Linked DNA regions of Mus musculus: region 2 is linked to region 1. The links are chromatin contacts, called in public promoter capture Hi-C maps. All regions are on one chromosome and are shown on one strand. The core of a region is the stretch at or near the end of the contact, and the rest is flanking DNA. Distances in the headings are between cores, read along the strand shown. Region 1 overlaps Anks1b (ankyrin repeat and sterile alpha motif domain containing 1B). Region 2 holds the start of Slc25a3 (solute carrier family 25 (mitochondrial carrier, phosphate carrier), member 3).

Region 1 (3,959 bases), core at 1,237-3,736:
ATTAAATTACTTGAACTGAATAGTTCCTTGTATATATTTTGCCTATTCACTGTTGATATGTATGTAGTAAACAGAGAAGAGAATAACATTCGAATATGGTACCAACGGGACTTGTACAGGAGTGAAGCATCCAGGAGCTCTGCTGACACACAAGCGGATGTATATATAAGCGTGGGCTTCCAGTTATAAATTTTGTAATTTTTGTCATTATTTATATCCTATATTAAAAAAAAAGCACACAAAATAAAACAGAAGTTGTACAGTGGCTGGTGCCTGGCATTGTTCTGTGAGCACCGCCCCGGGACCAAAGGCCCAGCCCTCTCCACAGATAAAGAGACTTGTTTTCAATTGGCAAGATCAGTGAGGAAAAAAAAAAAAACTTGCTCATTTTCAAGTTCATGGTCTGAAAAAGAAACACTGTCTTCCCGAAGCTTGAATTTTAGCCATAAGCCAAGATGCCTTTGCATTGTCTTTTTTAAAGTGGCATATAAGGGGGAAATTGGCAAGACAGACATTTCTAAAACAGAGGAGACCACACACACACACACATGCAAAAAAAATACATAAAAAATAAAAAACAGACTGCTTATGTAGCATAAAACATATAGCTTGCTTGGGCAAACATCCCCTGAACATCCTATACATCCTCAAGTCCTTTCATCTTTTTTTCCCTAAAACGTGTACCTGCTATAAAGTAGGTGATGGGCTAGTCAGAGCTACACTGATTCTGTGGTCAGCGACCATCATGCTGCAGGTCCCTCAACCTCCATCACCCATTGCCCAATCCATGACTGCTACCCTTGAAAACCCAAAACAGTCTTAGGGTGCTCTCTGCCTGTCATTCAGAGGCCTGGGACTTTGAACCCAAAAGAGATAAACCCATGAAAGCTGGGTTGAAGTGGGCCCGGGACCTGGGATACCTCAGGCAGGGGTTTTCCACTCTGACGCTTCCACTGGGCCAGTTTGTTCACTTTGTTTTTATTTTCTCTGTTCATCACATGTGTGTTTGTATTCATAATGATTCCAGCATGAAGTACGGAGCACACTCCAATTAGGGAAAATTAAAAGACACAAGACTAGCGTAGTGGTGAAACATCTTCTTGTGCTGGCACCAGGTTGAAGAAGCAGTAAGAACAAAGCCAGCCATGTGGCAGAGTTAGGCCCCTCCAGATGGTAGGGTACAACAGACAATTGTGGTTCATCTCAGAGAGAAAGGCAGGGGTAACTCTAATCTCACTCTCCATTCTTCACCCAAATCGAAGGTCGGGGCACAGGATCAGCCCATGGCCAGAGCAAGGCAGAGAACGAAAGGGACACGCCAGAAGCAGAAAAGCCAACTCAGGCATGGGAGATGGGATTTATAGCTGACTTTGTTTAAAGGAAAAGCCTGATATTTGACAAATGCAGTAACCAGCAGTTGAGAGTGACAAGCCCTTAAATGCTAACATTAATCAAAGGCAAACTTAAATGGCTCCCTTTACAGAAGGACTTCAATTCAATCGATCCGTTTAATTTTTTTTCTTATTAAATGGTGTTCTGTAATAAATCTGGATGGATGGATCCTATAAAAATTCTGCTCGGCTTGTTAATAAGTCATGGAAGTGGTTTCTCTCACATTGAACTGCTTGGGAATGTCGCCAGCCTATCTAATGTTTGGATGAGATGGAACAGGCGTCTAAGCTTAAAGGGCGTGTGGCCACCTCCTCCAAAATCAGTAAACATTTGTACTTGGACTCCAAGTAAATGTTGCTCCTATTTCTAAAATGAATTGAAGATTTGGGGGAGTAGTCTAGTTTCCAGTGAGCTAGAATGTAATGTCCACGTTCAGAAATCTGTATAGAATAAAGCCTCTTTACTGACATTACAGCTTTAAGCTCTCTTTGTCTACTGGCCATTCAATGAGTTACCTTTCCTCTGAAAAGCAGTATGGTGGTTATAAGCATTGTCTTAATAGAAGCAATGACCAGCCAATAGAGACCAGCAGCGTCTCTGCAGCCAGCCGACCCATCATACTGGCCCCCACAAGCCCATTTGGCCTCACAAATATTTACTGAGGTTGGCCCTAGGAGCAGAGCTCGGTTTTCCACAGAAATCCCCAAGCAAAGAAGAACCTGTATACAGGGGTTAGATCTGTTGCCTAGCCACCATCCAGCATACAGAGGTGTTTTCCTGTATCCACAGGGATTTAACTTTCCTGGCTTCATCTCAAGTCTCTCTTCTTGCTGGGAATTCACACCACTTTCCTTCCTCCTGCTTCTGCACATCATTCCAAACTCAACACCCTGTCTTCAGTGTGTAACTCAGAGATTCGTAGCTATACATCACAGCTATCCATTGTCAAAACAGCTTTCCCTTTCTTCTACAAACCCCCAGAGACCTGTGTTTATAAAAAGCTGCCTAGGCTTTTTATAGGACTTTCTAGGACTGGATCATGATGGAGGGAAGGAAGAGGGTGAGACATAGGCTAAGACATCCCATGCTGCTCACCCCCAGTGGGGTCACCCAGCTGCCTCCTGCAGCTGCAGCAGCTGCGGCTTCATGAGTGACTTTACTTGATTCGGCCAGCCAGAGAAAGGCAGAGTCAGGTGATTGACATGCAGGATCCCCAGAGTTCAGAACATTTCTACATCGTCTTACTGACCTAGTGGAACAGCTGAGACAAGACAGGCTTACACACAAACTCAGCTCACAACGTGGTCATAAAAGCCATTGAAAGCAACCCATATTCAATACCCTATATGACTCTCCTCCAAGGTCTCCGTGATACAATCAAGCAGTCCATACAGGGGCAGAGCTCCCAAGAGACCTCAAGACAGAACTCAGGAAACATTGAGTCAGCCCCAGGAAGAAGCTACAGCAACAGTTTTCTGACATTCAAGAGGCTGATTTCTCCACATGTCTCAAAAGTACAAGTCCAGTTTGTTTTGTTTTGTTTTGTTTTTTGAGAGATTGAGAGAGAGAGAGAGAGAGAGAGAGAGAGAGAGAGAGAGAAGGTTGAGTTGGGAAACCAAGGAGAATAAAGGTATTCTGGCATGTTTATCAGCATTTCCAAGGTGTGCTATCATCAGAGACCCTGCCTGGGTGATTTGTGGGACGGCCTTTAACAGGTAACTGTGCCTGAGCTCCAACCAATTGGCAAGAGTAGAAAGGAAGACCCTGCATCCACAGGCTTCCTAAGAAAGCTGAGTTCTTGTGGGAAAGCAACACATTTTGAAATGTTCAGAGGTGGAGCATGGGGTCGGTGAGATGACTCAGCAGGAAAAGGCACTTGCCAGGAAAGCCCGAGTTCCATTCCTTGGACCCACCTCAAGGTGGAAGAAGAGAACCACCGCCATCAAGTTGCCCCCTGACCTCCAAATGCATGTGTCACATGACAGTGAGGGTGGAGGGGGCAGAGGTTAGTGACGGGAGGTTCGTTGCTACATGAGAGTATCAGTTATAAACAGAACTTAGCGACGAGAATGCCAGACATAGCATGGCTTCTATAAGGGAGTGGTTGAATTTTCCTTTGTGCACCGTGAACGTCAGAGATAGGCAGTCCAGGACATGGTTGAAGTGTGTGAAGTCTGGCCAGCTTGAGTGTGGCAAACATGGCTCTGGCAGGTCTTGCCCTTCTCTCCCATTCCCTCTGCCTTGATTTAACAAGAAAAATGTAAGATTACACTCCTAAAGCTAGTTACCAAGGTCCATTCCTTTCTTTGGCCACTTATTCCTCCTGAGGCTGACTACCAACGTCCAGTTATCAGAGTATTGAAGCCCAGCAATCAAAAGCCCTCTTTGGCTCACCTAATTAACATGCCCAATTAAAATTAAACACCTCATCCTAACACGGGGTTTATCGTTGTCCCTTTATAAACTGCCATTTGCCTTTGAGCCACATCTGTCTCCTCTCTATCCAGAGGCAGTCCTTGTCCTCCAGGACAAATACCCCTTCCTCTCTCCCTTGCTCATTTCCTCCC
Region 2 (3,928 bases), core at 843-3,342, 150 kb after region 1:
GCAAATAATAAAATATAAATAAAACCACTCATGCCAACAATACAAACCTGCATGCGGCACTTTACTAAGTCCAGGGGAACAACAGCAGTGTGTGTCAGCCCACAACTTAAGACCCCACCAAAGCCACACAGTGCATAATACTTCATGGAGCCAAATTCACAACTGTACTCTGTAATAAGACAAGACACACCGTGCATTTTAATATGGACTCGTATTAGTGTGCATCAACTTACCTCCTGGGCAATTAGGTTTCCACACAGCTTGTTAGTAGCAGTCTATATCTTACAACTCACGTTTCAACAGAACGTTTTAGTCCAGCATGCAACACAAACCTGCATTCTGCATTTAATGAGATCTAGAGGAACCAATGCTGTATGTGTTGTGCCACAGCTAATAATTCCTCCGAGGCCACAGAGGAGAAAGAATCTGCCAGATCCATATTCACAGCTATACTGCTCTGTTTGATTGAAGAAAAAAGATCAATTATTTCTTCAGAGACTAAGGAAGTCGAGGGGAAGGAAAAAAAAAAACTATTTCCTTTTGGTATAGTACTATCACTAGTATGCAGCTTTAGCCACCAGCCACAACTAGGTAGAAAGATGAGTTCTCATATAATGTAAATGACATGAAAGTCACTGTCAAATCAGATCACTAAAATTATTAGTATCTGTGAGATACTATTTTCTAAAACTTCCTGCATTGGTAATTTCAACTAAAGGCAGTTACTAAGAGCACCCTCCAAGGACAGCCCAAAATCAAAAAGAGCACTTAACATGTGCAAAGCTTGCTAACTTTAACGTTTGCTCCAGCTATTAACCAACTACTCACTTATGAACTAAGTAAGTCATACCTAGTTCCTGCAGTCAAAAACATACAAAGATTTGCTTTAGCTTTTGAAATCAGAGGAAAACGATAGGAGATAGTGAAAAGGAGTTTTCTAATCACGTTTAAGACGCATGAAGCACATGAATGACTGGGGTGTGGGTGGGGACTTCTGTTTTACACACACAATGTAGGTAACGTTTCTCTTGAGGCCTATAATTCAGCTTTCGGGTTTCTCTTGTACTTATGTTCCACTAGGATTTAAAACATACAGTTATTGAGTCACCCAGCTCAAATCCCAAAAACATAAACTCAAAGGAATGCACACCTCATATAATCTGCAAGTCACCTCCTTCACCAACCAGTAGCACAAAAGGAAGAGATTCCCAACCCCATTACCTCATATACAATTAAATGAAAAGATAAAACTTGGGAAAGGAGATCAAAGGAGAGTTTTCCAGGTAATTTTTAAAAAGGCAAGTCAAATAAACGTTATGGAGTTGCAACTGTGTCTGGCTAGTGGTTAAAAAGAGATTTTACCCAGTATACTTGGCTGACCAAGCGGGCTCACGGGGGAAGATAAAGAAGTTGGTTACCACCTCTCTGCCTCTACTCCCTTCGGGACACGGAGGTCACTGAGTGGCGCTGGGCCTGGGCCCTTCCACGCCCTTGAGGGAGGGCCAAGGATCCGACAGCGGCCTAGGGTGTCAGAGTTGCCATCCCAGGGTCAGCGAGAGACCGGTCCTCGGGTCCAGGGCTGAAGCGTCCTTCCCCGACCTCCAGTTCCTGCCCAGGACTCGGGAGGCAGAGCAGGGGGGCAGCATGTAACCAGCGCTCCCACAGGGCAGGGTGCGACCTCACCTTCCACGGCGGCGGCGGCCAGGTGGCGGGAACGCCGGGGCGGAGCTGGGGGACTGCGGGGACCCGACAGGCCATCGTGCACCAGCTGCAGGTGTGGCGCGTTGAAGGGGTTCGCCCGCGCCAGGTGCGCTACGGACGAGAACATCCTCCTGCGGGGGAGACAGAGGGCGGAGGTGAGAGAGACCCGGCGCCGGGCAATGTCACCGGAGCCCCGCGAGACATGCCCGGCTCTGCGCCCTTGAGGAGGTCACAGCTTCTTCCCCAGGGACGCCAAGCCCGGCCGGGCCCACGGCCAAGGCGGCGGCCACAAGGGACTCAAGGCTCCGCGCCGCGGCGAGGCCCGGTCGCGCTCACTTGCCTAAGATGGCGAACACCCAACCGCTCGCTGGGCAAGGTTGCGGCTCACAGAGGCCGAATGTCCTCCCGGCCCGAAGATCCGTGCCCTTCGCGCGGCGTCACCGTGACGCACGCAGAGCGTCACTGCGCCACGCGCCTCTCATTTGCGGAGAGGAGCGCAGAACCTGGACGTCATCGCGTCCTCCTAGCAACCCTATCCCCGCCCACGTCCAACCCCAGCCCTTCCGGCCCTGCTAGTGCGCAGGAGGATTCCTACTGCGCAGGCGCAGATCCAAAGCGCCCTCCTCCCCCACTCCCCTTTTTTTTTTAAAGTGTAGTCTTGGCCTTGGACGGGCAGGTGACCTACTCACTCTGTCCCTTCACCTTCCGGTGTTTTCTCCTTGGCGCCAGGAATTTTTACATGTCTTTAAGTGATTGCGGGCATAAACTTTTAAAGACATGAATGCTTAAGTGATACGTTATTCAGGTATGGAAGCTAGGATATCACTACAAGATCTTTGATCGGAATTCCTGCCATCATCGGACTTTTCAGAAAAAAATTCCATCACACTGACTTTTGACATAGGCATGTCTAAATTTTCCACCAAGTTCTGGTGGAAAGGATATACAGGAAGAACTCATACAATACATAAAACTGCTTCTGCCTCACAGAATGTCCATGGCCCCTGAGAACAGTCAGTCAAGGCTTCGTTCCTGGAGGCACAGGCATGCGCTGACATGAAAGTAACCGATGAACTGTGTGCGTGTAAGACAGGACTGTGTGTACTTCAGACATTTACAAGATCATCATCACTCTGATGTCAACAAGCGGGGGCCAAGTTCCACGAGGGAGAGTTTAGAAGCAATCAAACCTGTTGTAATTCTTGCGTTTAACATTTTCCTGGGACGTTTATCTCATCTTTATTAAGCCTTTTTATCTAACCCAAGACACCACTAGAGCTGGCTCCTGTATTGACTATTGTAGTTATACTAAGTCTACCTCTGCAGTCAGTGCTCTGCTGTGTCCTTTAAAAATTCTTAACATTTACAAACAAAAGACATTTTCATTCATTTTGCCCTAGGTCCTTCAAATTATGTAATTGGTCCTGGATAGAAGAAATACTTTTAGAGTTTATGAAACATCAAGAAGATGTAAAAAAAAAAAAAATGTTTACAAAACATCTTTCAGAGGTCTGGTACTTGATTCCTAGTACCCACCTTGATTCTAGCTCCAGGGGATCTGACACCATCTTCTGGCCTCTATAGGCACCTGCACTCATGCACACACACACACACACACACAGACCACCACCACCACCACCACCACCACCACCACCATTTTTTAAAAAACCTTTAAAGATGAAATTTATAAAACATTTTTCATAAAAAACTGAAGAGGTTTAAATTAGCCATATTTCTGCTGCTATGATAAAACATCATTTTGGCTTACACCTCCAGAGGGATAAGAGTCCATCATGGTGGGGAGGCATGACAGCAAACAGCAGACATGCCAGTAGGCCCCCAGGTACATAATGCTTCCAGCAATGCCACAAACCTCCCCCAAAGGGCTCTACCAAGGGACCTAGTACCAGGGACTAACTACAGGGGCATTTCTCATTCAAACCATCTCAGGGCTAGAGACATAGCCTGGTGATACAAGGGGCAGTGAGTTCAATTCCCAGCACCAAAATAGGAAAAGGATGTGAGCATTGAGATAACTCAGAGAAAGGTGCCTGTACCAAGTCTACGAAGCCAAACTGCATTCCCCAGGCCCATAGAATCCCAAAAGTCATTGTCTGATCTCTATGTGTCTGCCATGGTTCACATACACCTACCACACACACACAAAATAAATTTCTAAAATACGTTTTTAAAATACTATCTAGGCAAAATATTAAAACTCTCATTT

What was found. Promoter capture Hi-C pulls out the DNA fragments that hold promoters and counts their contacts.
Region 2: a contact with region 1 is called in a promoter capture Hi-C map of pre-B cells. The contact joins the promoter of Slc25a3 here to the enhancer-like site in region 1. A contact is called at or near these places in 3 of 39 promoter capture datasets (the C10 cell line, hippocampal neurons and pre-B cells), 1 of 484 Hi-C or Micro-C datasets (embryonic stem cells), 1 of 115 datasets of contacts at active chromatin or transcription factors (embryonic stem cells) and 2 of 9 other capture datasets (adipose tissue and liver).

Annotation. Positions count from the first base shown.
Region 1 is chr10:90,971,440-90,975,398 of GRCm38.p6, forward strand. Anks1b (ankyrin repeat and sterile alpha motif domain containing 1B) reads left to right here. Exons shown (of 27, transcript NM_001359241.1): 27 at 1-1,861. Among named protein-coding and RNA genes, the nearest start is that of Apaf1, 110 kb to the right of the region's middle. Within about 2 kb of position 2,487, at least 16 of the 459 cell types and tissues checked have an H3K27ac peak or open chromatin away from gene starts, as enhancers often do. A contact at or near this core is called in pre-B cells, where this site is marked.
Region 2 is chr10:91,121,875-91,125,802 of GRCm38.p6, forward strand. It overlaps Slc25a3 (solute carrier family 25 (mitochondrial carrier, phosphate carrier), member 3), which reads right to left and starts at 2,093. Exons shown (of 8, transcript NM_133668.4): 1 at 2,042-2,093; 2 at 1,684-1,832; 3 at 48-169. The coding sequence starts at 1,828.